4 separate regions of the Mus musculus genome follow, and all the other regions are linked to region 4. A link is a contact called in public Hi-C, HiChIP or PLAC-seq and promoter capture Hi-C data. All regions are on one chromosome and are shown on one strand. Each heading gives the region's core, a stretch centred on a gene start, on an enhancer-like site or on the middle of the called end of the contact. The rest is flanking DNA. Distances are from core to core; before and after follow the strand shown. Region 1 holds the start of Tfb1m (transcription factor B1, mitochondrial). Region 2 overlaps Tiam2 (T cell lymphoma invasion and metastasis 2). Region 3 overlaps A230045G11Rik (a long non-coding RNA gene). Region 4 holds the start of Tiam2 (T cell lymphoma invasion and metastasis 2).

Region 1 (6,778 bases), core at 1,101-3,600, 230 kb before region 4:
CTGAACATCTTTCTTGAGATTGACATACAGTGTGTGCAGTTTTGGCAATCTTAGTGCCAAATGATTTGACTTCAGTTGTTTCCCAAGCTAATAAAAAAGCAGAAACAGACACACTCGATATGTTCTCCCTTGTGATAGATTTTTAGCAGATTTGTTTGAAACCAGAGAATTCTACTATATGTGATACACTACAACACGAATGAGTTGAACTAGAAATGAATCCAGACAACAGAAAGAGTAGTGATTTTTATGGCATCTTTATTATAAAATAATAAAGCCATGTGTGTTGGTTTGGTGGGTTTGCATATTTTTATTGTGTGATTTTAGTAGTCATATGAAAACTGTAGATCTAAGTCTACACCTAATTTCATATTTCTATACATTTAAATAACACAAAATGAACATGTTAATTAACTTAAAATAATTTCAGTTGATACAGTATTTGAGAAGCTTGGCTACTGAACTTGGAACTTGAAACGTGAAGAACTCGGGGTATCTTCTCTAGATGCATTGCTGGTGACCCTGGGTAGGTTGAATGACTGTACTTGCTGGTATTTCTTCCCTGCAGTATAGGAATAATAACATTTCCAAAGGAACACAAAGGTAAAAAAACAAACAAAACAAAACCTACCAACCATCCAAACAAAGCCCAATTGCCTGAATAGACACCTTCTAGGTATAGTGTTTTATGGAGAATATTATCTCTGAATCAAATATCAAATCAAAGTTTTTTTATGACACTTTGGGGAATTGCCACCACATTCTCACTTTCTAAAAGAGATACATCAGTCAGCCCATGGTTTCTGCTGATCTAGCAACCACTAAAGTGGATATGTGGACTTTTTACTTCTCCACACGGCCCAGAGTGGTCTGGTTTTACATTAGCTTTTTTTTTTTTTTTTTTTTTAAACTACCAGAACCATAAACGATGTGTAATTCACTTATAACCAAGTGAAATCAGACGGAAAAAAGTAAAAATCTTCCCACTTATGAAAAATATTTTAAAAGTTTTCATTTCTTTCTTGTGTTCTCAGACATCACAGGAAGACAGAACCTATTTGTCTTCTCTTGGTACTTGGATTTTAACCCTCAAATAGCCTTTCTCCATTGGATTCCCTGCCTGATGAGTAAGCCTTCCGTTTCCACTCTGAAGTGTGGGAAAGTGGCTGAACCGCCCCAAGTCTCACTTTCACCACTACGTAATAATAAAATCTACCCGAATCTGTATGGTAACAATTAGTGAGCGAATAATTCCAAACCACTCAGTTGTGAGACCTGGCACACATTTCTTTTAGTTGAGCTTTTTAAAAGAGCAACCCCTTTATGGTTCACTCTGAGAGCAGTGGAGAGACCACAATGCTTGCAGCATGAATGAGCTTTTAGAAAAAGCTTCAAAGGCTAAAAGAGTGGTCCTGATGCTGACCTTGCTGGCATTGCTTAAAAACAGCAGCCACCGCGCATGCACTAGACTACAGCTGGAATCTGTGAACTTCCAGCTTTACGAAATTCGTGGCCTCGCAGGGCTTTCTTGATCCTGTTTTAATCGGAAGTTAGCAATATGTGTCCTGTTTCGCAAGACTACACCTGAGAGATTTAAAAGGGAATATGAAATAGTAACAAGTGGTATCAAAAACACTTCTCGAAGTTTAAAGTGCTTAGCTCAAGAGACAAAATTACAGCATATTTAAAGACCCAGAATGGCTTTCATTCACCATTCTAAAATTAGGCAGCCCTTGGAATTCTTTCAAACAACTCCGGCCAGAAAATGGACATTGTTCAATGACAAGAAAAGAGAAATTATCTAGAGACACAGTTTAGTTGGTTACGGTTAGCTTTTTGCTTTACTTGAGTCAGTTGGTCTCTTGCTATTGGTTAAAGCTGGGGTGCTGTTAACGGGCTGGCATTCAGCCATTTGCTCTAAAGTCTAAGTCTTAAACTCGGTTTTCAGCAGGCTTACCTTAAATAAGCCTATAGTTCTCTATGGAACTAAGTTCTGAAAGAAGTAATGGACGCGAAGAAATAAAAAGTATCTAGCCTACGGGGGTGGGGCGGTAACCAGTCTACAAACAGCAAGCAACCAATCACCATCTTTCCTGCTACAAATCAAAAGTCAAGCCTTTGGAATGTCAAAGGCCTGCGGAGCCTCCCAGAGGTTACAAAGACCACGCCTCCTAGCCTCCGCCCCCTCTCCTCTCCCAACCTGCACCGCTTTCGGCCTGACGCGTCCTGAGCTCCCAGTACATACAGACTTCCTGTCAGTTTCGTCATTTCCGGCAGGTTTCTCCATCCAACCAGGTGGCCTCAGAGGCGGGCAGTCTTCTCCAAGGTCCCACCCCCTGCGCGCCGTGCACCTTTCCAGCCGCTGCGCGTGGCTGTGTATGTGGGTCTCTCATGGCTGCCTCGGGGAAGCTCGGCACTTTCCGCCTTCCCCCGTTGCCCACCATTCGGGAGATCATTAAGTTGTTCGGACTGCGAGCGGTGAAACAGCTTTCCCAGAATTTCCTCCTGGACTTGAGGCTGACAGGTGGCTGAGTCGTCAGTTCGCCCGGGTCTCCGTGGTGGGCGCGGCCGGGTGATGGAGCGGGTTGGGGCGGGCGGCTGTCAGTCAAGCGCTGCTCCTCCGGTCCTCGCGGGCTAGGGCGACGACTGGTCGACCGCTTTGCGGGCGGGAGATGTTTCCCGCGCGCTTTATGATGCGCCAACCTGCCTCTCGTTAGCCCGGCTCAGTAAAGCGCGTCTGTAAGCTCAGCACTCGAGGAGCAGAGGCAGGAGGATTGCCGCCAGTTAGAAACAGATGGACTCTTTCAAAAACGAAACCAAGAGAGTAAATAGGATAAACGTTCACTTAAGTCTAGGGATCCCTCTAGGGACTGGAGATTCGCTCTGTAAAGTCATACTAACCAAACGGCGCCTACAGCTACCTTGTGCCAATGCTGGGACCACCGTCCCAACAACAGCCCTGAGTTTGCAGTTAATAAGTTGACATTCTCCGGCTTCTTTAAAAATTACTTTTATGCGATTAAACTTATATAGGGTGAAGGTCACCAGTTTGACACCCATGTTTTGATGAGTTTTCACAGGTGTTTGTTGGTTTACTTACCACCCATGTCATAGTAATGCTCTCCTCTTGAGAATAAGATCCATCTGTTGCAAATAAAGGTGCTAGCTGACTGTTGGAGTACTTAGCATGTTAACCCCCTCAAGTTAAAAGGGTAAGTGTGTCATACACACACTCCGTCCCCAAAATCAATTTTGATTGCATGGACCACAAAGCATAAGTTACTTTTATTTCTTGTTTTTGGAGCCTTTATTCGACCCGTAGAATTTGGGTAAAACAGTTAACTCCACTTAAGTTTTCTCATCTCTTATTTGATAGAAAGGCCTACAAGGACCTTAGGATGCCTACTTTTAGATTCTTTGGTTCTAGCATCCTCTCCCAGTCATGCTAAATATAAGCACATGCTAAATATAAGCACCATTCTCTGCTGAAATGCAGTCTCCTATGTCTAAGGCTGGCCTCAAGCTCACTACATGGCAGGTGTTATTGAGTGTCTGGCCCTCCTGCCTTCTCCCAAGAACCGAAATGAAAAGCATATGCCACCATGCTCAGTTACTGATTGCTGACTGTGTAACCCAGGGCTTCACACATGCTAGGCAAGCACTCTTATCAGTTAATTGAATTACATCACCAGCCATTCAATTTGTTATCTATGTTCTCATGTGTGTCCCTGGAGTAAGTTCCAGATTCTTAGGTTCTCTATTCAGTCTTTGTGAGGGTGGGGGGTGGGGTGGGGGGAGGGGGAACCAGAGTGAAAGCAAATAAAGGTGCTTGTCCTAGAGAACTCAGGTGGAGCAGGGTTGAACCAGACTTAGGGGGTTGACACCTCGTCTATGTCTGGTTGCACTTAAGCGTTCCTGCAAAGTTTAAGAATGAAACCACTGCCCCACCTGTTGCTGCTTTCCATTTTCAAACTGAGTTCAGAATTCCCTGGTTTAATAAATGACTCTGATGCCCTCCGAGAGACCAGTTGGTAACTGGTAACCAAACAATGATTTGGTTTTAGAATCCCCACCTTGGTTCGAGGTCCTCTCCAGCCATTTGCTTTTCTTTATGACATTGTACAAATTAAACAATAGACAAGGACAGCGTGCAGTTCAGATAAATTATATTAGAGTGGTAGCTGCAGGAATTAGGTTAGGGCATGTACGTACCAAGACGCAAAGCTGGCTAGGGCTGCTGATTTCCTCACTGTAGCTGTACAATACTGTTTGGAAATACGTAAGCAACATTTTGCCTTTAAGTTTACCTAGATAGATAATAACCATCAACTGGGACTGTACAGTGACAAGAAGTGCTAGTATGTATTTAGTAACAAAATTTCCACCATCCAAGGAGGTGTGGGTTTTAATATCTTGCAGTTAATAAAAGCAGTCCATTGTGTTTTTTCCAGAGCGATGGTTAGTTACAGTGGCTACCTTTATGTGTGTGATTTCTTAGGTTCTGCCAACTTAAACTAACTGAACAGTTAGTAATTCCATCTTAACATGAGCATTTGCAAAGCTTAAAATTTCTGGTAGTAAATCAAACTTTTTTTTCTGGAAATGATGAAGAATTCAAATTTCAGAGTCTAGTGATGTGGGGACTTATCATGGTTGCCGTTCTGACCTCAAAATAACCAGAGGTGACATGGGGACTTTGTGCGTTCTCCTCTTTGATCCATGCCTGTGAGGATGGCAGAGTACAGGTGCAAGGAGTCCTGCACCTGCAAGGGCTGTAACGAAGGGCTGCATGGTCAGCCAGCAGGGCTTGGGCTGGTTGGTGAGGTAGTTAAGGAAATTGTCGGGATAATCCTCTTCAGGTAAGGAACTGGTGCAGTACAGTGGTATACGATATTGATAACTAGTATGTATTGGTTTCGAGTGAGAGCTAAAAATCAAGAGCGGCCATTGAGAATTCTTCCGAAGTTTACTGTGATAATAAAAGTAACTAAAACTTCTTTTTTGGTTTCTTTTAAACTTAGACAAGATTGTAAGGAAAGCTGGCAGTCTAGCAGATGTTTATGTTTATGAAGTGGGTCCTGGGCCCGGGGGAATCACAAGATCCATCCTGAATGCCAACGTTGCTGAGCTTCTGGTGGTTGAAAAGGACACTCGCTTTATCCCAGGGTTACAGGTGAGATGCTTAAAACGGGTCTTCTTTTCAACAGGCACAAACCAGGTGAAGTCTTGGACCATGATTCTAAAGTCCCCATGTTGACCAAGGACTGGGCAGGCAGTCCATCACACTGCAGCTCTCCAGGTCCTCGCTTGGGGCTTAGGGTTGTGTAGTCTACAGAAGTCCAGAAAGCTGCATTTGTACAGGAGTCCCCAAAAGGGCTGTTGCTCACAGCTTGAGCAAAACTGCTTTCCACATGAGTGCTAAATAAACTAACCATTTCTAAGCCATGCATATCAAAAAGCCATAAAAATACACGTAACGGTCAATAGCAGTAACCAATTGTCACCGTAATAGTGACCAATTGGCTGACTTGGAAGAACTTTACTTAGGCATTCCCCACACAAAACACTAAGAAGATAAATGCTAGCGCCTCATCAAGAGGAATTAGTTGGTTGAGTTTAAGCATTTTTTAGCGAGAGGATTTTTTTCGTATGAAGAAAGAAGTTGCACCAGGACTGTGTGAGTTTGAGAGATACTTCTGGGTGCAGTGTTAGACACATGGGCGTGTGGATGCTTCACCTTGACAGAGAGAGAGCATTGGAGTAAGTGTCTTCACGCTGCCTGTCACTGGCTGTCAGTAGACAATAGGCTTGTTTTGATTGTTCCAGGGACAATGTAAAACAAGGACTTGGAGATTAAAAAAGGCAGGTTTGAGGGTTTGAAGTAAGGGGATGTTGAAATTTTTAAAACATTGCAAACCCTAAGATGGACTATATCAGATATCTTGTACAGAAATTCCTCATAAAACACACTTGATGACTGCGTGGCCTTTGATTCCTGTATAATTCTAAAACTTTAAGAAAGCCCTGAGCTTTCGGCACATATGAGTAGCAATTTATTATGTGACTGTAACAGAAAGGTAAAACTATCCACGTCCTTCCACTTGAAAAAAAGGCAAATTGTTTTAAAACTAATATACACAAGTATTTATTGTATATGTTAGAATAGGTTGAGAAAATTTGTTTTAAAATCTAGGATTTTTGTGGGCACTTGGCTTCTGTAGAAACGTAGTGATTTTTTTTCTCACCTAGCTTCATCTAGTTTTCCTCTGTTAAATAATTGCATGATATGGAATTGTATCTAGTTGCCCGTCAGATTTCATTTCAGAGTGCTGACTTAATTTTGGGAGTGATACATGACTAATATTCCTGAACACATACGATATTTAATAGTGCTTTGTTTAAGAAGCACATCCCAGTTGTCAGAGGAATAAGAATATTGTTGGTTTGGGTGAGATTGTGTGATGACAAAGAGAAGCTGATGGAGGCTTTGTCATTCTCCATGTTTGTTCTTTCAGCTCCGTGGATACAGAGCACACGGACTCTCTCACCCTTCAAAGGGGCTTTTTAATCTCCCCATCTATGATACCCATCTTTCCCATTAATCAGAAGGTGAATAAAATCTATATTAATCTCCATATTAATTTACATAGTCTCCTCTGTTCATTAAACTAAAGCTGTCTGAAGACCAGCTATTAAAAGAGCAACCACCACCCTTCTCTTGTCACCCAGCACCATCCCTGGAGTCCCTGTCTCCTGTCACTCTGCCTTGTTAGTTCTG
Region 2 (6,733 bases), core at 4,221-6,720, 140 kb before region 4:
TGACACACAGGTCACGCATGTCTTTATTCACATTGGAGATTTCTACAGTAGCCCTCTTGCACCTGGAAGGTGCTGCATGCTGAGGACAGAAATGAGACGGAGGCTCCAGTCCCATGAAGAGCTCAGAGACACAAGGGCAGAGGAGCACTGGAGCCTGAGGGGCCAGATGGATGCAGGAGAAAATAGCCTGGGAGGTGTGGGAGTGGGTGCCGAGCTAATTCTGAGTCATTCATCCAATATATTCACAAAACTTTGGAACTTACGGGAAACTCTCCCAGCTCCTGGTGGGTCTCATATGCTCATTTACTTCCTGAGACGATGTCTCAGGTAAGGAAGAGAGAAGTGTGGCTTGTAACCAGTGACAGAACATGGTTATATTTCCTGTCAGAACCCTGTCCAGTCCAAACAGCCCCTCCACCACCTTCGCCTCCTTAACTGCAGGGAGCTTGAAGGTACTTGTGGGGCTTCATGCCTAGGGAGGCATCACACCATACTCTGAGACCCAGAGAGGGGTGTTCTAGACATCCCTGAGATCCCTCAAGGTAGGAAAGTTAAGAGCTATCCTACCATCCAAATGTCACAAGACACAGTGTACCTGAGCATACAGAATCCCCAGGATGTCAATCATGAGCTAGCATTGTCCTGGAGATTGACTAGACCCTTCGAAAGCCAAGCTGGACAGATAGGGTCAATGGCTGCTATCAGCAAGTACTGGCAATCAACTTGACAGACACCTAGGAAACAACCCTGTGGGCAAGTCTCAGGGAAGTTTCTAGATTAGCTTAACTAAAGTGGAAAGACCTACCCTAATCATTGGTAGCACACCATTCAATAGAATGGACAGAATAAGACAAAGCATTGCTAAGCACCAGCATTTAGCTCTCTGCTTCCTGTCTGAAGAAGTGATTAAGAAGATGCTTCAAGCCCTCGCCAGCTGCTGACTTCCCACCAAGATGGATAGCAGCTTCAAACCTTCCCTGGCTTCCTTTGGTAAGGAGTCTGATCACAGCAACAAACAGAGTCGTAACCCATGCAGTCTGCATTGAGCAAGCCCCCTGTGTTGTTTCTAGAGGAGAAAGAGAGGGAAAATACATTCTGGAAGAATAGAAACACAGCAATAAAAAGAGTGTAGGCAGGTCAAATCTGAATGCTCATGTACACAGCCGCTTAAGTGTGCTGAATACTGTATGTATGCCCACGGCCCCACCCACAGGCTGCCCTCATCCTAAGCAAGAACAGTGGAAGGAAAGACATATACCCATCTACCCCTATAAAACCTATCCGGGCCTTCTCATCAGGACACACAGTGACATATATGAGGGTTCTTCACTGCTTATGTAAGATCTCACTAAGTACATGCTTCTGCCCACCCAGGGCTGAACAGGACCCATAATGATAATAATGGAAAGTGGCCAAATTATAACCCTGTCAACCAAGCTACTTTTGCTTGTGTCAAATGTTTGTCCTTGTCATGGTGTGCCTTGTGGAAATCAAGTTTGGGATGAGATCTCTCAATCTGAAAAACCTACCATTTAATGTGGGCCACCAAAAGCCTCTCCCTGGCAGCCTAGGGATCAAAGGTCCAGAGAGCTAAGAGATAGTCTACTCCTTCACATTCGATTCAGAGAGTCTGTCATTCAGATGGCTGCCAGGCACTGAGCGTTCACCAGGCACCAGGTTCATTATCAGGAACAGCTCTGCTGACACCAGACTCAACTACCTGTCTCCTTCATCAGTAGCATGTTCTAGAGGTGGATGACACACCATGCAGCCTGTCATGGAAAAATACCGCCTCTCCACTATGCCATATGCCCTCCAGTTCTTGATGGACAAACAGAGAAAACACAAGGCTTTAGGTATGGGACACCTAGTAATTCAGTGTGTTCCTGAGCGATGCGTCAGCACATGTCCCATTAGTGCCACTGGAAGCTTAGAGTCCTTCACAATTAAAGGGCAAGGCTTGTGTTAAAATAGAATCTTGGGTACCAACTTAAAAATAGAAGCTCCGGAAAATGCTGAAGTTAAGATCGGGCCCCATTCACATACTTTGTAGCTTTAATCCAAAGTCTACAATGACATCACTCCCAAATCTGATCTAGCACATTTAGTATGCAAGACAGCGGCAGTTAGTTTGCAAGAAAGTAACTTTCTCCATTTACTTCCTGCCCTGTAAGAAGCAATACCTCATGCACACCTTGATGGGAACAAGGAGGAAGTCTCTGAAACAGTAAAATGGGAAACACTGGAAGGGAGCTTGTACCCTAGCTGGTACCATCCCATAATCCCAGGTAGCAAAGGAGTAGGGCTTCCATTCTTTCCATCCCTTAGACATCTCCCAAGTGGGAGCAAGCAGGCAAAGGAGGCTACAAGGACAGGTAGGAATGTTGGCTCTGGCCTTGAAGGAGCCTGGATGGAGGCTGTGTAGGACAAGAGAACTGTCCCAACTGAGAATGATCTATGATCCATGCCATCCACAAGTCTGAGCATGGTCCCTGGATCCTCAGAACCAGCAACTGAAAATGAGAGTAGATGGAGGACATCAATCACTATGCTCCAAACAAGAAATGCAAATTGTAGGCTACTTATTGGCTTAAATTTTTGCAAAATTAATAATTGAAGTCACAGCAATGTGAATGTGTAACCCAGAATCTGTGTGTTGGAAGTTTGCTGTCACTGAAAGTGCCCGGAGAAGGGATCTGATGAGGTCCTTGGGACATGGCATTCATGCACTAGATCATGAGCCTCACGGTATGTGCACTCTTCTCTGCCTTCTGCCACATGAGGATGCAGAAGTCAAGGCCACAGTAGAGTCAATGGCTAAACCTAATGCCCTGACCTTGGACTTCAGTTTCCAGAACTATAAGCCACTGCATTTCTGCTAAGAAATGACCCAGACTCTGGAACTGGAGCAACACATATGGACTAAGATGGTACTCACAGCACTGGGCAAGCTCTGCCTCACTGTGAGGATGAGAGTCACCTGCAGGAAGGGTAGGGCATGAAGATGGAAACTTTCATTTAGTCCTGAAGACTCATACTATCAGTGAACAATTTCCCTCTCCACCATTCCAAAGCATACTATAGTATACTGATTGTAATACTGCCATATGTAAAGACCTTCTTTCAATAATGTATTTCTACTATGCTGAAACAAAAACCATAGTGGTAGCTACACAATTCATAGTCTGCCCTAATAATGCCATAAGGAAAAAAAAAAATGGAATCTGTAGCTTTGTAAGGAAAGGCCAAAATTCCCAGCAGCCTCAAAGAGTTTGTTGACATTTACTTATTAATGGTGTTAATTCTTGGCTCAGTACATTTGTGCTTTCTCCTTCACTTATGTAATGATTGATATTGTCAACTTGATCTATTTTTTGATCTAATATGATCAACTAGATTTGTTTAGGAAACAAGTCTCTGGACATGCTTCTAAAAACGTTCTAGATTAGGTTAATGGAGGTGAGAAGCCTCACTGTAAATGTGGCTGGCACCACTCCATTGGCTGAGACTCTAGAGTGTATAAAAGCAGGGCGAGTGAGCACCTGCATCTCTTCTCTCTGCTGCCCAGCTGTGGGTGTAATAGGATGAGCTGCCTCACACCCCAACCACCCTGCCTTCAATGCCAAGATCAGCTACATCACTTCTAACTATCCGCCAAAACAGCCCCTTCCTTAAGCTACTTTCCCTGGTATTTGGTAGAGGGAATCTTTTGTGCAATGTGTGGAAGCTCCATTTGTCAATGAAAGGCTATTGGCCTATGAACGTTGACAGGAAAATAGGGAGGTGGAAGCACTGGTACAGTGAGGATTCCTGGGATAGACTCAGGTGTGAGGGATTTGCCCTGGAATGCTGAAGAAGAGGTAGCTAACCACACAACAGGACTTAGAATACATGGGTAATTAAGTTATGAGCTAGTTGGGGAACAAGGCAAAACTATTGGCTTAGACATTTATTCATAAAATATTAAGTCTCAGTCATAATTTTGGGGAACAAAGAGGCTGGGAAATAAAGCTTGTGGCTACAGTATTTGGACATAGGAACAAGAAACTAACACAATGAAACCCACCTTAACATGTGATATTAATTTAGAGGACTGCAAGCGACTCATCAGCCATGTCCCCAGACAACATATAGTTAAAACCACAGCCACAAACCTTCAAAATGTCACTTGGTGGGCAGTGGAAACACATAAGGGCTCTTAACTGCTGGGCCACCTCTCCAGCCCCCATTCTTGATGTCTTAATGTATCCTTCTTTCTACTGACATTCGGTTGACTGTGTGTGTGGACTATGTCTTAATCTGTAGTTTTCTGGTTTCTTGGCACTTTCACCACACAGTTCAATTGATAAAGAGCTCAGAAAGAACCAAAGAGGAACCTCAGAGTCCTCATCCCATTCATCTCCTTCATCCCGTGTGTCTTTTGCTTTTTTCTGCCTTAATTACAAATGCAATTTTAAGAGAGGTCAATATACTGAATAAATCAAGTCAGCCAGCTGAACAACAGTGCTTTGTACATACACAGCTAAAATCCCCCCGGCCCAGTTCTCCGAGTCACACGAATTATCATACAGCTGCCCATTAACCTCACATATGAAATGGCAGCACAAGGAACACACCAAACATGAAGTCCACTTGTAAAGAGCCCTGAGAAGTTCCTCCATTTGAATTCGAAATCTGGGAGCTTTGTATAACAGTGGTTATTCTTAGCTAATTTCGGTTTCCCTAAGTTCTATTAATGTTTTTTACTTTAAAGGGCAATGGCCTGTGGCACCTCTTAGCAAGGACAGCTTACTGTGCTGTCATCAAGGCAAATATTACTCCCTAATTGTCAGAGAAACAAAATGAAAATAAGATGCTTAAATGAAATCATAAATACACACTTCCGAGACTGAGAAAAATAATAGGACTGACTCCTTTCAAGGTTGGGGGACCTGACTACCCAACCAAAAGATCATTATTTAATACCATACATTATCCTTACACACACAAAAAAAAATCAATCTATTCCAGGCGGGGGTGGCGCACGCCTTTATCCCAGCACTTGGGAGGCAGAGGCAGGCGGATTTCTGAGTTCAAGGCCAGCCTGGTCTACAAAGTGAGTTCCAGGACAGCCAGGGCTATACAGAGAAACCCTGTCTCAAAAACAAACAAACAAACAAATAAAAAACCCCAAGCAAACAAACAAAAAAATCAATCTACTAGTCCAACTACATCTCTCTCTCTCTCTCTCTCTCTCTCTCTCTCTCTCTCTCTCTCTCTCTCTGTGTGTGTGTGTGGGGGGGGGTGCGCGTGCTTATGCTTATGTAGGGGAAGGTACACATGAGTGTAGAGGCCTGAAGTTAAACTTGAGGTATCATTCTTCAGGATAATATCTAGTTTGTTTTTAAAGAAGGAATCTCTCACTAGCCTGGAATTTTCCAAGTAAGCCAGGCTGGTTAACCAGTTAACCACAGGAATTGGCCTGTCTTTGCCACCCCATCACAGGAATTACAAGCATATAGCACTATGGCTAGTTGTTTGTTTGTTTAACATGGGTCCTAGAGACCAGAATGTTGTCATGCTTGTATGGTAAGCACTTTTCCAACTAAACCATCTCCCAGGCCTTCCATTTTAATGCTCATTATTATTCCGTGTCTAAGACATTCAAAGCAGCCATTTGAATGTCATCATAAAGCTTGCAGAGAACATCAATTCTATCACTACATACATACCCTGCCAGAAAAATGTAAACTTTATAAAACTCCCGAGAAGTCTACTGAACCCGAGGTTCAATGTAGCAAGAGCTGGTGGTGCACAGAAGAAAAAAACGCAGGTAATAAATGCTCCTTGATAGCAGGCTACCATGATCTGAGCCAATTGTCTAGTGACAAATCTCCTCAGAGTCATAGAGAAGAAGTGAGACCAGTGTTTTCAGGGGAGCAATGGCAGCTGGCTACCACCATGCCTGGTACAACACACACAGGCATCTTTAGAAGGACAACGGAACGAGCTGAGGAGGAAGCCAGTCTCCCTCACAGGACAACCTTGTCCTCCTGGATGGCTGTGACTATGACTTGGGAATTGTGGGTTGTTAGCCCACACCCAAAGAAAAGGGGAGTGGGAAATGAAGGAAAGATTCCTAAAGTATACTTAAACCCACCAGACAGTGATACCCTCTGAAAAAAGAGCCAAGTGACAATTATGTCAGGGGCAAATGACAGACAGACAGCACATTTTCCAGCCACTCAAGAGATTCATTCTCCCTTCCCTCTTTCGCTCCCTCCCCCTCTCTCCCAGCTGGGATTCATAGGGCCCAGAGCAGCCGAGATTACAGATGTGAGGCATGCCTACTTTATATGGAAGCGTTTTATGTATGGTAGGTGACTCAGCCATAGTTCCAGCCCTAAAGAATCTTAATAAAATGGATTTTATGTTCAAGGCTTTCAAAACTAGTGATCTGGAGTTTTACTGAAAGATCCTGGGAAAGAAGCCTAGCAAAAAAACATGTAGCTGACGGGAGTTGTGCTTGGGGGTGGGGGAGACAATGAATACCCATTCCAGCAGGAGCTACTATTTTGCTGCATAAAATAGGGTAAAATGGAGTATTATTCTGCTATGAAGAGTAGTGAAAGGCTGACTGATGCTTAAATATAAGTTAACCTAGAAAACGCTACATTAGGGAGAAGAGGGCAAACATGTCAGGCTACTGAAGAGATCAGGCCTGGCAGGCTACCCACTGAGTGACTCCATTTAC
Region 3 (6,425 bases), core at 2,351-4,850, 220 kb after region 4:
AATCCACCTGCCTCTGCCTCCCAAGTGCTGGGATTAAAAGCGTGCGCCACCACGCCCGGCTCATTCTCCATTGTTAATACAAATTTAATTCTTATACTGAAGAGATAGTTTGCAGCATCAAATCCTGGTCTCTTACAGCACATGTGTACACAGGTCTTCACTCTTGGTAGATACCTGAGAGGTGGGATGTGTTACAGCCAGATAGCACTCAACTTCTCCACTAATGTTTGCAAGCAGTAATAATGAGCTAACAGTGGGTACCACAGGGATTCATTTTCTGAGCTCTTGTGACTTGTTCTGGTCCAGTAGAGAAAACAGACAAATTATCCTAACAAACTGTACTGACAGCTTTTTAAGTATTGACTAGTATATATTCACTATATATAACAATGGTTTTTTAATGACATCTTCATACATATACATTTCTATCTTATTCACCATATTACCTCTCTTGTCTACCCTTCCTCTCCTGCAACCTTTTCTCTTCCCAATTAGTACTCCCCTTTGTGTGTGTGTGTGTGTGTGTGTGTGTGTGTGTGTGTGTGTATTTCATTAGGGCTGTTTATACAAGCATAGACACCTTACCAGTGGCTTACAATGTTGGCAAAAATGTGTTTCATCCTTTATAACCACTACCACTTATAGATTTTTACAAAAGTTTTCAGCCTTGTGAGCCACTCCCTGACTATAAATCCCCAGGGGAAACATTCTATGATGCTTTCCTGCTCTATGATGAATGTTCACAGGTCCTGTCGTGGCCAGGTTATGTGCAGGCAATCTCAGTTTTTAGAGTTTAAGAATGTAATAATGATGCCACACCTTAGAAAACACTACCTTTCCTTTGATCCCCATATGTTTACCTGTGCCTTACCTGAATGTACCCTGTGCCTTAAAGGAGGTGATAAAGGTGCAGATTATTCATTATATTCTTACTCTGGCTGGGCCAGTTACAAGTTGCTTTAGTAACAACTACTCACTTTCAAAGAACATCTCTGACTAAGCTGTCATTGCTAACCTGTGGGTATCAAGCAGAGGCATCTGACTCATTAAGAGAGCTGTGTACTCTTGTTCCTCCCTATAAACTACCCATTGACTTCCTGTTCCATCTCCCCAGCTCCTCTATGAAAATTTTAATAGATTAACAAGAGAATTTAAGCATTCTAAACAAAGAAGTTACTTTTCCACAGTAGAAAGCAATTTTCCCTAATTTTCGTTTCCTTAGGCTAAAATAAAAAGGGGCTCGTGAGATGATTCAGCAGTAAGAAAAGCATGCTGTTCTTGCAAAAGAGCTAGTTTGGAGCCAAGAAGCCCCTATCAGGCTACTCGAAACCACTTGTTAATTCCACTCCAGGGAATCCAATGCCCTCCTCTGGCATCTATGGGCACTGCACTCACATGTCCATATCCGCACATACTTATGGGCCCACACTGAAAGCTTTTTAAATGCTTTCTAATGGGACTCTTTTAAAAAAAGAACATTTGCATCAAAATATAAGGTGTCCCCATCACATCTTGCTGAAATAAACTTGGATTGAAGTTGCTCTTACAGAGCTGTGTTCTTCATTTCCCTTTTCTACTTTATACAAGATAATTTTTCACAATAACCAACTATGTTCTGTCTATCCCCTCCCCTCCCCCATCATTGGTGGTCAAGAGGACAAGCAAAAAGAGGAATGGAAGACTAGATACACAGCTAAATGGAAGGAGAACTTCTGGCCTAAATGCAATAAGGAAATCTATGTGGCTACCGAGAGCAACAGGACACTCCTGACATTGTGTAACCCAAAGATAGAAACATGCAATTGTGCTACATGGCCCTCCAGGCTCTGGAAAAACCACAATGGCAAAGCAGCTAATGTTAGAATGGTCAGAGCGTAAGCAGGCCCAGATTTTCTCATGTGCCTTCTACATCAGCTGCAGGGAAGTAAATAATACTAAACTTTGCACTTTTGCCCACCTCCTCTCCATGGACAATCCCTCCTGGAGGGACTGTGTGATCCGGCATCTAGACCTGGAAGAAGAATTCTTATTTGTGGTGGACGGTTTTGATGAGCTGACATTCCCAGCAGGAGCTCTGATCTGTGACCTTTATGGTGACTGGAACATAGTGAAACCTGTAGAGGTCTTACTGGGAAGTTTGCTGAAGAGAAAGATGGTACCTCATGCCACTCTGCTGGTAACCAACCACACGGACACAGGCTTTGTGCCAAATCTTCATCATGACGGATCAGCCTCTCCTAGTAAAAATTTGGGGCTTCTTGGAGCAAGAAAAGTAGGAGCACTTTCAGAAATACTTTGAAAATGAGGAGGGTGGAAGGAGTTTCAGAGACAAGGTGTGGAGCAGAGAGGCAATGACCATCCAGAGACTGAACCACCTGGGGATCCATCCTATTTACAATCACCAAACCCAGACACTGTTGTGGAGGGCAAAAAGTGCTTACTGACAGGAGCCTGGTATAGCTCTCTCCTGAGAGGCTCTACCAGTGCCACATAAACACAGAGGAGGATGCTCACAGCCATCCAATGGACTGAGCATAGGATCCCCAAGGAAGGAGCTAGAGAAAGGACCCAAGGAGTGAAAGGGGTTTGTAGCCCCATAGGAGGTTCAACAATATGAACTAACCAGTACTCCTAGAGCTCCCAGGGACTAAACCACCAACTAAAGAGCACACATGGTGGGACTCCTGGCTCCAGCGGCATATGCAGCAGAGGATCGCCTAGTCTGACATCAATGGGAGAAGAGGACCTTTGTCCTTTGAAGGCTCTATGCCTCAGTGTGGGGGAATGCTAGGACCAGGAAGCTGGAGTGGTAGGTTGTTGAGCAGGGGGAGGGGAAGTTATAGGGGGAGGGTGTTTTCCTTTATTTACATTACACTTGTAATGTAAATAAAAATATCCAATTAAAAAGATACTTATTCAGGATAAAAAAAAAAAAAAAGACTGTCATAGATAGAACTCTTTATGTTACTTTGTAGGATTTCACAGGAGTGCCCTCTCAAGTGACTCACTTGGCTAGACACTTGGTTTCATGTCTGACTGTGACACTTTCACTCCATTGATGAGCAAAGAGTAGCAGAAAAGCTACCCACTCAGTGAGCTGTGGCAGAGGCAGGATCACCACCCCATATTCCCAGTCTGGGAGTTCCTGGTCCCCATCACTTGCCCCATATGGACACAGCACCAAGTTCTCCAGCTTCCTGGTGGGGATTCAACCAAACCCCTTTGGTCTTGGCCCTCTGCATTCTACCCTTTCTGGGAAACCTGAGCTGTAAAACTAAGGTGAAGAAAAAAGGAACTCCCCTTCCCAAGTGGGTGGCGAGTGCTAGCTCCTCAGGGAGCCGTCTGCTCTGCCTCATGTCCACCTTCATTTCACAGTCCGTTCGCCTCACTCTCTTGAACCCTGATGCCCGCGAGCTTAGCATGGGGTCAGAGCCATGGCCACCTAGCAGTGTGGGAAAGCCCAGGTTATGGACCAAGAGTCTGTAGATCCTGCAGCTTGCCAAAGCGAACACACCCGGGAGCCAAGCCCCTGGAGTCCTGGACCTGGCCTGGTGTTTTCAGAGGCTCTGTGAGAGGAGGGTGGAGGTGGGTTGGTGATGATTGGTCGGCTCTCTGGGGGCGTGGCCTCACGCTGGTACTTCCTTTCAAACTTCAGCTAGGCGTCTGGATCCCAGAGTCTCAGAAAAATGACAATTAGGATCGCTAGACTTCAGGCCAGAGGTTAGGAGAGCCTGGCTCTTCCAAGGACGACAGCAGTGGGAAGCCAGATATGCCAGCGTGTGGCAGCTCAGAGTTGTGAATGCTGCCCACCACAAGCTTGTTAAACTTTGTTTATGGGTACAAACTTCACACAGGACCAAAACTAACCAGTGTCTCCAGAGCTCCCTGAGACTAAACCACCAACCAAAGAAAACACATGGTGGGACTCATGGCTCCAGCTGCATATGTAACTGAAGATGGCCTAGTCGGTCATCAATGGGAGGAGAGGACCTTGGTCCTGTGAAGGTTCTATGCCCCAGAATAGGGGAATGCCAGGGCCAGGAAGCAGGAGTGGGTGGGTTGGGGAGCAGGGGGAGGAGGGAGGGGATAGGGGATTTTCAGAGAGGAAACTAGGAAAGGGGATAACATTTGAAATGTAAATAAAGAAATATCTAAATTTTAAAAAGGTGAGCATATTCAGCAGGAAGCCTCAGAGGCTGAAAACATTCTAGGCCTCAATAAGATTGTTTAGAGGCTAGAGGCTTCCAGGACTTAGGCCTAGGTTAGTGCAAGGTAGAGGCAAGAAGCCTCAGAGATGACAATTACAACAGGAGAATAAACGATACTGTTACAAACTTTAAAAATCATATTTCTAAAAATATGAATGAGCTCTTTGGCCCTGAGGCCCTCAACATCTTGGCAGTAGGTCTCCTGGCAGCGGGGCAGAGTTCTACTATGACCAGCACCTATGCAGGACAGTTCATGATGGAGGGTTTCCTTAAGCTGCGGTGGTCCCGCTTCACTCAGGTCCTTCTCACTCGCTCTTGCAACATCCTGCCCACTGTTTTGGCTGTCTTCCGAGACCTGAAGGACCTGTCCGGCCTCAGTGATCTACTCAATGTTCTGCAGAGTCTACTGCTGCCCTTCTCTGTGCTGCCCATTTTGACTTTCACCAGCATGCCAGCTGTCGTGCAGGAGTTTGCCAACGGCCAGTTGAGCAAAGCCATCACTTCCTGCATCATGGCACTGGTCTGCGCCATCTACCTGTACTTTGTGATCAGCTACCTGCCCAGTCTCCCGCACCCTGCCTACTTTGACCTTGTGGCTCTGCTCCCCATAGGTTACTTGGGCCTGACGGCTTATCTGGCCTGGACCTGTAGCATCGCCCACTGAGCCACCTTCCTGACCCACAGCTCCCACCAGCACTTTTTATATGGGCTCCCTAATGAGGAGCAGGGAGGTGTGCAGGGTTCCCGGTGACCGCAGCATCCAGCAAGCAAAGAGGCAACAGGATGGGCACAGCAGGGCAATTGGAGGTCCTCTACTGGCTTTCTGGATTACCAGTTTCCAGTTTGGACAAGTGCTTTACTTCTGAGTAAAATGACACCCTTCTTATCACCACAACCTAAGACCCTTAAAAAACACAGTGCCTGGGTCAAGAGATGGCTCAGGTGTGAAGAACACTAGCCACCCTTTCAGAAGACAGGGATTCAATTCCCAGCATCAATGTGGTGGCTTTCAACTGAGGGTGATTCCAGTTCCCAGACCACCTCAAACAGAACTGCCACAACTCCACTGTCTCACTCCAGCACGTGGAAGATGAAGGGAGGAGTCCTAAAGAGTTCTAGGTCGGGGCTGGAGAGATGGCTCAGCTGTTAAGAGCACTGACTGCTCTTCCAGAGGTCCTGAGTTCAATTCCCAGCAACCACATGGTGGCTCACAATCATCCATGATGGGATCCGATGCCCTCTTCTGGTGTGTCTGAAGACAGCAACAGTGTCCTCACATACATAAAATAAATAAATCTTTAAAAAAATCTATCTATCTATCTATCTATCTATCTATCTATCTATCTATCTATCTATCTGAGAGAGAGACTTGAAGATGGAAAGACTCAGTGGTGAGGGGATAGAAAGAGAGCCTCAGGGACTATATTAGTTTTGGAGCAGGACATGGTAGAGGATAAAGAGAAGAATGAGAGGATCAGTTTGGAGACAGAAAAGAGACCAAGGGTATCTTGTCTTCCATCTGAATGATAGAAGGGATGCATGGAACATCTCTAACTGCTGAGGGCTGAGAACTAGAGCCCAGAGTAGAAAGAACTAGGTAGCTCAAACAAGCAAGCAAACAAACAAACACAATGAATCAACATCCTCCACAACAAACAAACACAATGAATCAACATCCTCCACTGATTTGGTCCTATGGGAATTTAAGCACCAGGTTGCCATTCTTTTTCCAGAAAAATTTCCAGATGCCTGAGGTGCAAATGTTAATGTAAACTACTGTTTTCTAAACATTACCATCTAGCTTAATTCTTTTCTCCTAAAATGGTGTGTAGGCCAGGAAAACTTTTCTGTTTTCGTTGTCTTTCTCTTGGAAAACCAACCTATTAACTGTTATTACTATTTGCCTCAAGATCTAGAATTTAACTGCTAAGATCCAACTGTAATTGATGACCCAAGGGAACAACCTACAGGCTGTCTCTGAAATGAAGACTGGGGAATGGAAGAGAATCAGAGTTCTACGTCATCTTTGCCTACATACGAGTTCAAAAAGATTCTGGTCAAAAAAGATCACAAACAATAAAACCACATTTGTTGTCTGTCAAGATTAGCACGTACATTTAATCCCAGCATTCCAGAGGTAGAGGCCAGCCAATCTTTATGAGTTTGCAGCCAGCCTGGCCTTTATAGGGAGTTCCAGATTAGCCTACCTAGTGAAAC
Region 4 (7,083 bases), core at 1,238-3,737:
AGAACTGTGTAAGCAGAATGCTGGTTCCTTCAAGATACTGGCCTGGAAATGACAAGCTGCAGTGGGAAGTGTCTGGAGCAGACAGTATGCCTGCACTCCTAAGAGAGGAGAGAGAGGAGGGAGCAATGGCAGGCAGGGCCTCATTATCAAGCATCTGACATGGTATTGGGACTTTGCTTTGTGGTTTGGGTTTGTTGTTGCCTCTTTTTGGCTTGTGACAAGCTCTGAACTCATGGAACTCACCTGCCTCTGCTAATGCCCCAGTGCCAGGAGCTAGAATTAAAAGTGTGTGCCCCCATGTTGTACCTGAGATCATGTTTTGGGGTTTGGTTTTTGCTATGTAGCCTAGGCAGGCCTACAACAAAGCATCCTCCTGCCTCAGCTTCCTGAGTACTGGAACTACAGCAGTGCCCTACCATGCCCCTCCCTCAAGCATCTTTTATGGGATGTTAGACATGGAAGCTTGGGTCCTGTGGGAGTTTGCTTGGCTACTGTAAATAACAAACACAGATATACCTCACCATTATTTTTTTCTACCCATCAAAAAAGACCTTTGCCACCCTAAAGTAACAGGTTTCATTTTCCTTTCAGCTGAGCAGGAAAAATAAATCCAATGATATGAAAATGTGCTTTTAAATTCATCTTAATATTAGACTTTTGGAATTTTAAAAAAGATATGATAATCTTTTTTTTAAAAATCTTCTAATTATTAGGGTGTGTGTGTGTATACGCACGAGTAGGAGGAGGGGGAAGAATAAGAGGAGGAGGAGGAAGAGGAGGAGGAGGAGGAGGAAGAGGAGGAGGTGGAGATGGTAAGAAGGGAATCAGGTCACTTGGAGCTGGAGATACAGACAGTTGTGTGCCTGATGTGGGCTGTGGGAACTGAACCCAGCTCTTAACCACTGGGGCATTTCTCCACTACCACCTGGTCTGCCTGTCCCAACCGGCCCCTTGTTCTGTTCTGTTCTTTTCTCTTTCTTTCTTTCTTTTTTTGTTTTATGTTTTTTGAAACAAGGCCTCACTGTGTAGCCTTGAATAGCCTCAAACTCAGAGATCTGCTGGGATTAAATGTGTGCACAACCATGCCCAGCTAAAACTACAACTTAAAACAGGTGGGGGGGGGGAGGAAGGAGGAGGAGGAGGGGAGGAGAAGAGGGAGGGAAGGAAGGAAGGAAGGAAGGAAGGAAGGAAGGAAGGAAGATAGGAAAAGTAGTTGGAAAGCACATATGCACTCACGGGCTACGCAAACGGAAGAGGAGCAGATGGTACTCTACTCGCAGAGCTTGATCTGTGCCTTTAAGAAACTTGTAAGCCATTTTTAAAAAGCTCTTAAAAACCATTGTTTTCTATCTTGAATTGGAGACGTCAGGTGTTATCTGTTAAACGAGGACCACAGCGACAATAGAGAGAAATAGAGAGCGAGAACTGCCCCAGAAGAGAAGCTTGGACCTTCGCACTCACCGGAGTGTACACTTGTAGCACACCTAGTCTGCCTGGGAATGTCACCTAGCGGCTTCTCTTCCAGCAGCTGCCAGGGAACTGCAGGAAAATTTCCCGGGAATGGAATTATCTTCGCTAACGAGCAGCTTCCCCCACCCATAATATAAAGTTACCCTATTTTTCTTTTTCTTTTTTCTTTTTTAAAGTAAGGAGGGCCATAGAAGCAGCGCGTCCATATTAAGTTTCCGGTCTCAGAGATAAAAACCCCTCAATTTTACTCGCTACACTTTGCTGCTGGAAGAATGGGCCCTTTTCTTCCTGAACTGTTTGTGGTAAATACGATCCATCAGGGACACAATGTTGTCGGCTTTCACTGAAACTTGGCACCGCAGCCGGCGGGGAGTCGCGCGGGTCTAGGTGGTCGCAGGACGAGCGATCCTCGCCCCTCTTCCCAACCCCAATGGCCAAGCCAGGGATGCTCACATTCTCCCTGCTGCGCCCTTCTCCCCTGGACGCAAGGAAATGGGCACTGATGGGAATGGACGGCGCCGCCACCTCGCAACCTGGATGGCACAGCTGAACCTAATTGTACCCGCGCCACGCGTGGGGCAGGGCAAGACCTCACTTCGGAGTTTTCTGGAAAAGGATCCTGCCTTGAGCCAAGCTGGACAAGAGAGAATGCGAAACCGCTGAAGACTGCCACCCTCCTGGACGCAGCAAAGTGACCCCGCCGCGCCCCTGATTGCCTCCACAGCGGGCGGAGAGGACGGACGAGGCTGGCCCACTGGTGGAGGCTGGGACTGTGCTGTGCAGCACCCCACTGCAGGATCCCGGGAGCCTATGCGAGACGACCCAGACGCCCTCCCTCGCGTCCCTCCCTTCGGCGCCCTTACCTCGGTCCAAGTTTCAACACAGAGGACCGGTCGAGCCCGGCTCTGCGCCCCTGAGCGAGGCCCCGTGGGGACTCAGGGCACACTCCGCGAAGTTTTCTCCGTCACTTTGTTCTCCACTCGCTGAGCCGGGAAGGTCAAGGCTTCTCTAGCTCCGCACTGCCGAAGTGAGGCCAGATCGGCGGCCACACCTTCCTACGCTCCGCTCGCCCCGCCCCCGCCCGGACACTCCCTTGACACGCCCCGACACGCCCCTCAGAGTCACACACACACACACACACACACACACACACACACACACACACACCCGCCTCGCAAACCACGCCACGCCTCCCGGCCGGGACCCCCTTCTCCTGCTGGACTGACTCCACCGACACATTACATCCCCAGTAACCAAAACAGCTCTCAGATGGAATCTGCGAGCCAGCCAGTCGCTGTGGCCCAGACCACAAACTACAAAGCGCGCGCGATCCTGGCCCTTCCAGTGTGTGCTGCAAAGAAGTTTCCTCGGGTCCCACCCAGAGCAGCTCAGAAGCACAGGACTCCGTGTTAGAAGAGGCCACCCATCATCCTCCCCTTGGAGAGAGGCTGGGTGTGATAGCTGAAAGGCAGATGACAGGGTTGAGTTGGGTTTGGGATTTGTGAGGGCCTATTAGGCAAACCTGAGGGAGCCAGTGAGCCCACGTGAGGGGAGTGTGCTCCGCATGCTGGGACCACCATTCTCTCCTGTGACCTGAAGACTCCTCATCCGAGAGGTGAGAGAAGGGACAGGAATGTGGCCAATTTTCCTTGGGGAGAAGTCTACCTACTTTTTATGGCACCACAGACAAAACGAAGTAGGATTCCATCAAAATCCAACTTGGGGAACCAAGGAGTATAAATTATTGGACTTACTCACAGAGCAGGAGTGAATGTGGGTGACCTCCAAATCGGCCCCACCCCAGAATGGACTACTCATAACTGCATATTTAGAATCCCCCTCAGTTAACCTCTCATACGCTGTAGAATATGGGACCTCCCAAGACCGAGGCCGCTCTCAATTCCAGCTGGCTGGAGGGTGCAGGAGGGAATATCAAGGGAGGGGTCAAAGACCCTCTCCACCCAGTCCTTCTGTGAGGGAACACCAACGTTCAACAGGATTGATCTTGGGGGTCACCGCAGCTCTGAGGTCTACAGCGGTTTGTTACTATGGTTCCCCAAGATACAGGCATCAATGCAAGACTAGCTGTAGAGGGTCATCTTCATAGCACACGAATATGGAATTAAATGGGCAGGGTGCGTGTGTGTGTGTGTGTGTGTGTGTGTGTGTGTGTGTGTGCGCGTGCGTGTGTATGTGTGTGTGTGTGCGCGCGTGTGTGCACGTGTGTGTGCGCGTGTGTGTGCATGTGTGTGTGCACGTGTGTGTGTGTGTGTGTGCACGTGTGTGTGTACGTGTGTGCGTGTGCGTGTGTGTGCGCACGTGTGTGTGTGTGTGTGTTGCTCAGTAGTTAAGAACACTTGTGTTTGTAGGCAGCCGAGTTTCTATTCCCAGCACCCAGATAGCAGGTCACAACCATTTATAACCCCGGATCGAGGGGATCCAACTCCCTCCTCTGATCTCAGATGGCACTGGCATGGATAAAGGCAAAACACTCATATGCAGAAAAATAATTTTTTAAAAAATCTAAGCATGAAGGGAGCTGAGGAGAGAGCCAGATGACCCTCCATATGAAGGAGAGGAAAGTAGCCAACCTAACCTGAGATCTACAATCATGAGTTTTGTGACCTCACCATGTCTATATACATGTATATGCAATATACACTAAATAAATATATAAACACATTTTTTTTTCTGATTATAAAAGAAATGTGTGAGGCTGAAGACATGGCTCAGCCATTAAGAGCACTAACTGCTCTTCCAGAGGTCCTGAGTTCAATTCCCAGCAACCACATGGTGGCTCACAGCCATCTGTAATGAGATCTGATGCCCTCTTCTGGTGTGTCTGAAGACAGTGACAGTGTACTCATATAGATAAAGTAAATAAATAAATATTTTTTAAAGTAATGTGTTTGTACAACAGTACCTAGTGTTAGTATTCTAAGATTCGCCCCACAATTATCTGGCAACAGCCAGGTATGCCTGCTTTACTATAAAAGGGGCTGTTTGCCCCCTCCGCACTTTTTTTTTTTTGGTGGTCCTGGGAATTGAACTCAGGACCTCTGCTTGCTACGGCCCAAAGATTTACTTATTATTATATGTAAGTACACTGTAGCTGTCTTTAGACACACACAGGTGGACCTTCAGAAGAATAGTCAGTGCTCTTAACCACTGAGCCATCTCTCCAGCCCTCCTTACTTTCTTACCTTCTGACTCTCTTACACTCTCTGACCCATCTCTCCCCATTTCCCTCCCCCTTCTATCCTCTCCTCTCCTCTCCACTCCTCTCCTCTCCTCTTTTCTCTCTCTCTCTTTCTCTGTCTCTCCTCCCTTCCCAACTCCCCTCCCCATACCCTAAATAAACTCTATTCTATACTATATCCATCATATGGCTGGTGCCTCAGGCCTGCATAGGCACCCCTTCCACCTCATCATACCATGCCTCTACCAAACATATTCCTGGCTTTCTTTCCTTTTAATAAAACATAACATCTATGATCCAAATGGTTGCATCTCCCCTAGTGCTTCTAAAAACACTTCCGGAATGGGTAGGCATATTAATTTTCTTGTTGCTGTGACCAAATACATGACAAGAAGCAATTTAAGATAGTATGGATTTATTTGGGGTGATGGTTTGAAGGTGCAGTCCGTAATGTCCAGAGATGTAGGGTGGACTTGTTCATGGCTTGAGACCCAAGTGGGAACTAGTATATTCACACCTCTGTGAACCAGAAAGCAGAGATCTAGAAATGATGGCTGTCTTCCGGCTGTCTCTTTCCAGTCTGTTCAGTCTTGGCCCACTGTCAGTGGGCTGGTGCGGCCCCATCAAGGTGAATCTTCTCTCCTCTGCCTCTCTGAAAGCACATTCACAGACACACTCAGAAGTGAGCCTTCTAGAAGATTCTAAATCTAGTCATACTAACAGTGACAGTTGACTATCACTGTGAGTAACAACAGTCTGAGCCCAATCCTATGCCAATCTGAGTTTAGTAGAGAGAAGCCATAGAGAGATTTAAATCAATACAATGAAGTGTTAACCATTTGAGGCTTCTAGTCATGAGAAGAAAACCCAGTAGAAAATAGAGCTAGCAGGTGCCAGGACTCAAACTCCAGGCCTAGAGAGGGACTTCTTGGGGCTGCTATATTTGAGGTGAGTTTTGAAGGACTGGCAGAGGAGTGGGGTCTGTCTAGATAATGGACTCTGAGGCTCTGAGGTGTCAGGGAACAGCTAGTACACTCTGAAGGAAGGGCCTGAGTTCAGAGTGACAGGAGACAAAGACAGAGAAGCATGCAAAAGCCAGCCACACATGGGCCTACCGAGATGGGAAGAGCTTAGGACATTAACCCATCAACAAATGACAGCCTCGCAGAAGGGTTTAAGTGCCAGTCTGCTGTCAGCTGGAGGGAACATTCAAGAAGAGTCTACTTGGGAGACTACTGGGAAACTAGACCACACTAGTGCTCTAGACAGAGTTAAACTTGGATACTTGGAAATAGCAGGTGTGTAGAAATCATGTCTAGCCATCACCTGGCTGCTAGGCCCTAGATAGACACTATGGACTGAAGAGAAATAGAAAAGGTGAAGGCAAGTTAGCAAAGAGTACTGGGAAAGGGCCAGGGAGAAGAGAGAAGCACGGAGTGGTACTGAGGCAGTATCCTGCTGACCTTCAGCTCATCAGCTTGCCTATGGAACACAATCAAGACCATCCGCTGTTGATGCTAACTTCCTATTTCCACACTGGAAGAGGGAAGGACAACATGAAGGTTTAGAAAGACTGCCCCACTCTCCTGACCACCTCCTCAAGTCATAGCCATCAGGGCACCCAAGCCACTCAGTTATTCAATCTGCACTAAAACTTAAAAGAGATTGACTCAATACCACCACGAGCTACCCCTCTGACATCTCCTTTTGCAGACCCTTCATGCTTAATATGCTTATACAGATTCTAGGGAAGGAGAAAGCCAGTGTGCTCTCTTACCTCCAGTAACTCAGAACACTTTCTGACACATAGAACATGCCTGGAAATATTTGCATGACAAATTTTGTTCCTGTAAGTTATTCAAGCCAAGGTCAAGCACCGTGGTTCACATGCATAATCTAAGTACTCAGGAGACTAAGACAGATGGATAGAGAGTCTGAAGCCAGCCTGGGCTACATTAGCCAGACTCTATTGAGAGGAAGGGGGAAAGAAGAGAGAGAACACACAGGGAGCAGTTAAATTAAACAAGATGCACACACACACGATTACATACATATACACACACACACACACATATATAGGTATATATATGATGTGTAGCTGAGCAGTGTAGCCAGGTATTTGTGAATTCATGCACAGGAAAGGGTCCTTTTTTCTTTCTCTGGGACTTATTTAGCAGTTTCCCTCCTTCCAGCTAACAAGACCCTAGGATCTCATCTATGTGTCCTTCGTGGGCTATTGAAGGCAATAAAAGCACCTTGTAATGTCACCATCCTATGAAGAAAGGCCCATGCTTCCTCCAGGACCCATGGAGCAGTGTGATATCATCTACAGGCTCCGTGCTCAGAAACTCTACAGCTGATTTCAGTAAAAAACTCACGATGTTTCAAATACACTTACCATTTGTATTGGGCTG

The links. HiChIP or PLAC-seq counts read pairs in DNA pulled down with a chosen protein or histone mark. Hi-C and Micro-C count contacts between places; a contact is called where the count stands out from the background. Capture Hi-C pulls out chosen DNA fragments and counts their contacts.
Region 1: a contact with region 4 is called in a promoter capture Hi-C map of adipose tissue. The contact joins the promoter of Tfb1m here to the promoter of Tiam2 in region 4. A contact is called at or near these places in 4 of 484 Hi-C or Micro-C datasets (CD4 T cells, embryonic stem cells, muscle stem cells and 1 more), 2 of 115 datasets of contacts at active chromatin or transcription factors (bone marrow-derived macrophages and pancreatic cancer cells) and 2 of 9 other capture datasets (adipose tissue and pancreatic islet).
Region 2: a CTCF HiChIP or PLAC-seq map of the NIH/3T3 cell line shows a contact between it and region 4, with 16 read pairs. The contact joins the enhancer-like site here to the promoter of Tiam2 in region 4. A contact is called at or near these places in 1 of 39 promoter capture datasets (cranial neural crest), 1 of 15 datasets of contacts at CTCF or cohesin (the NIH/3T3 cell line), 2 of 484 Hi-C or Micro-C datasets (myocytes and olfactory sensory neurons), 6 of 115 datasets of contacts at active chromatin or transcription factors (the NIH/3T3 cell line, bone marrow-derived macrophages, craniofacial prominence and 3 more) and 2 of 9 other capture datasets (liver and pancreatic islet).
Region 3: a Hi-C map of group 2 innate lymphoid cells shows a contact between it and region 4, with 3 times the contacts expected there. The contact joins the enhancer-like site here to the promoter of Tiam2 in region 4. A contact is called at or near these places in 1 of 39 promoter capture datasets (liver), 10 of 484 Hi-C or Micro-C datasets (B cells, CD4 T cells, the G1E-ER4 cell line and 6 more) and 1 of 115 datasets of contacts at active chromatin or transcription factors (embryonic stem cells).

Annotation. Positions count from the first base shown.
Region 1 is chr17:3,553,327-3,560,104 of GRCm38.p6, reverse strand. It overlaps Tfb1m (transcription factor B1, mitochondrial), which reads left to right and starts at 2,350. Exons shown (of 7, transcript NM_146074.3): 1 at 2,350-2,524; 2 at 5,022-5,173. The coding sequence starts at 2,392. 1700102H20Rik (RIKEN cDNA 1700102H20 gene) reads right to left here and starts at 2,281. Exons shown (of 2, transcript NR_045303.1): 1 at 2,201-2,281; 2 at 242-562.
Region 2 is chr17:3,465,633-3,472,365 of GRCm38.p6, reverse strand. The region is part of intron 14 of Tiam2 (T cell lymphoma invasion and metastasis 2); the gene reads right to left. Among named protein-coding and RNA genes, the nearest start is that of Gm52295, 61 kb to the right of the region's middle. Within about 2 kb of position 5,470, at least 15 of the 459 cell types and tissues checked have an H3K27ac peak or open chromatin away from gene starts, as enhancers often do. A contact at or near this core is called in the NIH/3T3 cell line, where this site is marked.
Region 3 is chr17:3,099,671-3,106,095 of GRCm38.p6, reverse strand. All of the region lies in intron 4 of A230045G11Rik (a long non-coding RNA gene), which reads left to right. It also overlaps the pseudogene Gm4829 and the pseudogene Gm21926. Among named protein-coding and RNA genes, the nearest start is that of Scaf8, 12 kb to the left of the region's middle. Within about 2 kb of position 3,600, at least 225 of the 459 cell types and tissues checked have an H3K27ac peak or open chromatin away from gene starts, as enhancers often do. A contact at or near this core is called in B cells, Th1 cells, erythroblasts and 3 more, where this site is marked.
Region 4 is chr17:3,321,977-3,329,059 of GRCm38.p6, reverse strand. Tiam2 (T cell lymphoma invasion and metastasis 2) reads right to left here and starts at 2,487. Exons shown (of 27, transcript NM_001122998.1): 1 at 2,334-2,487.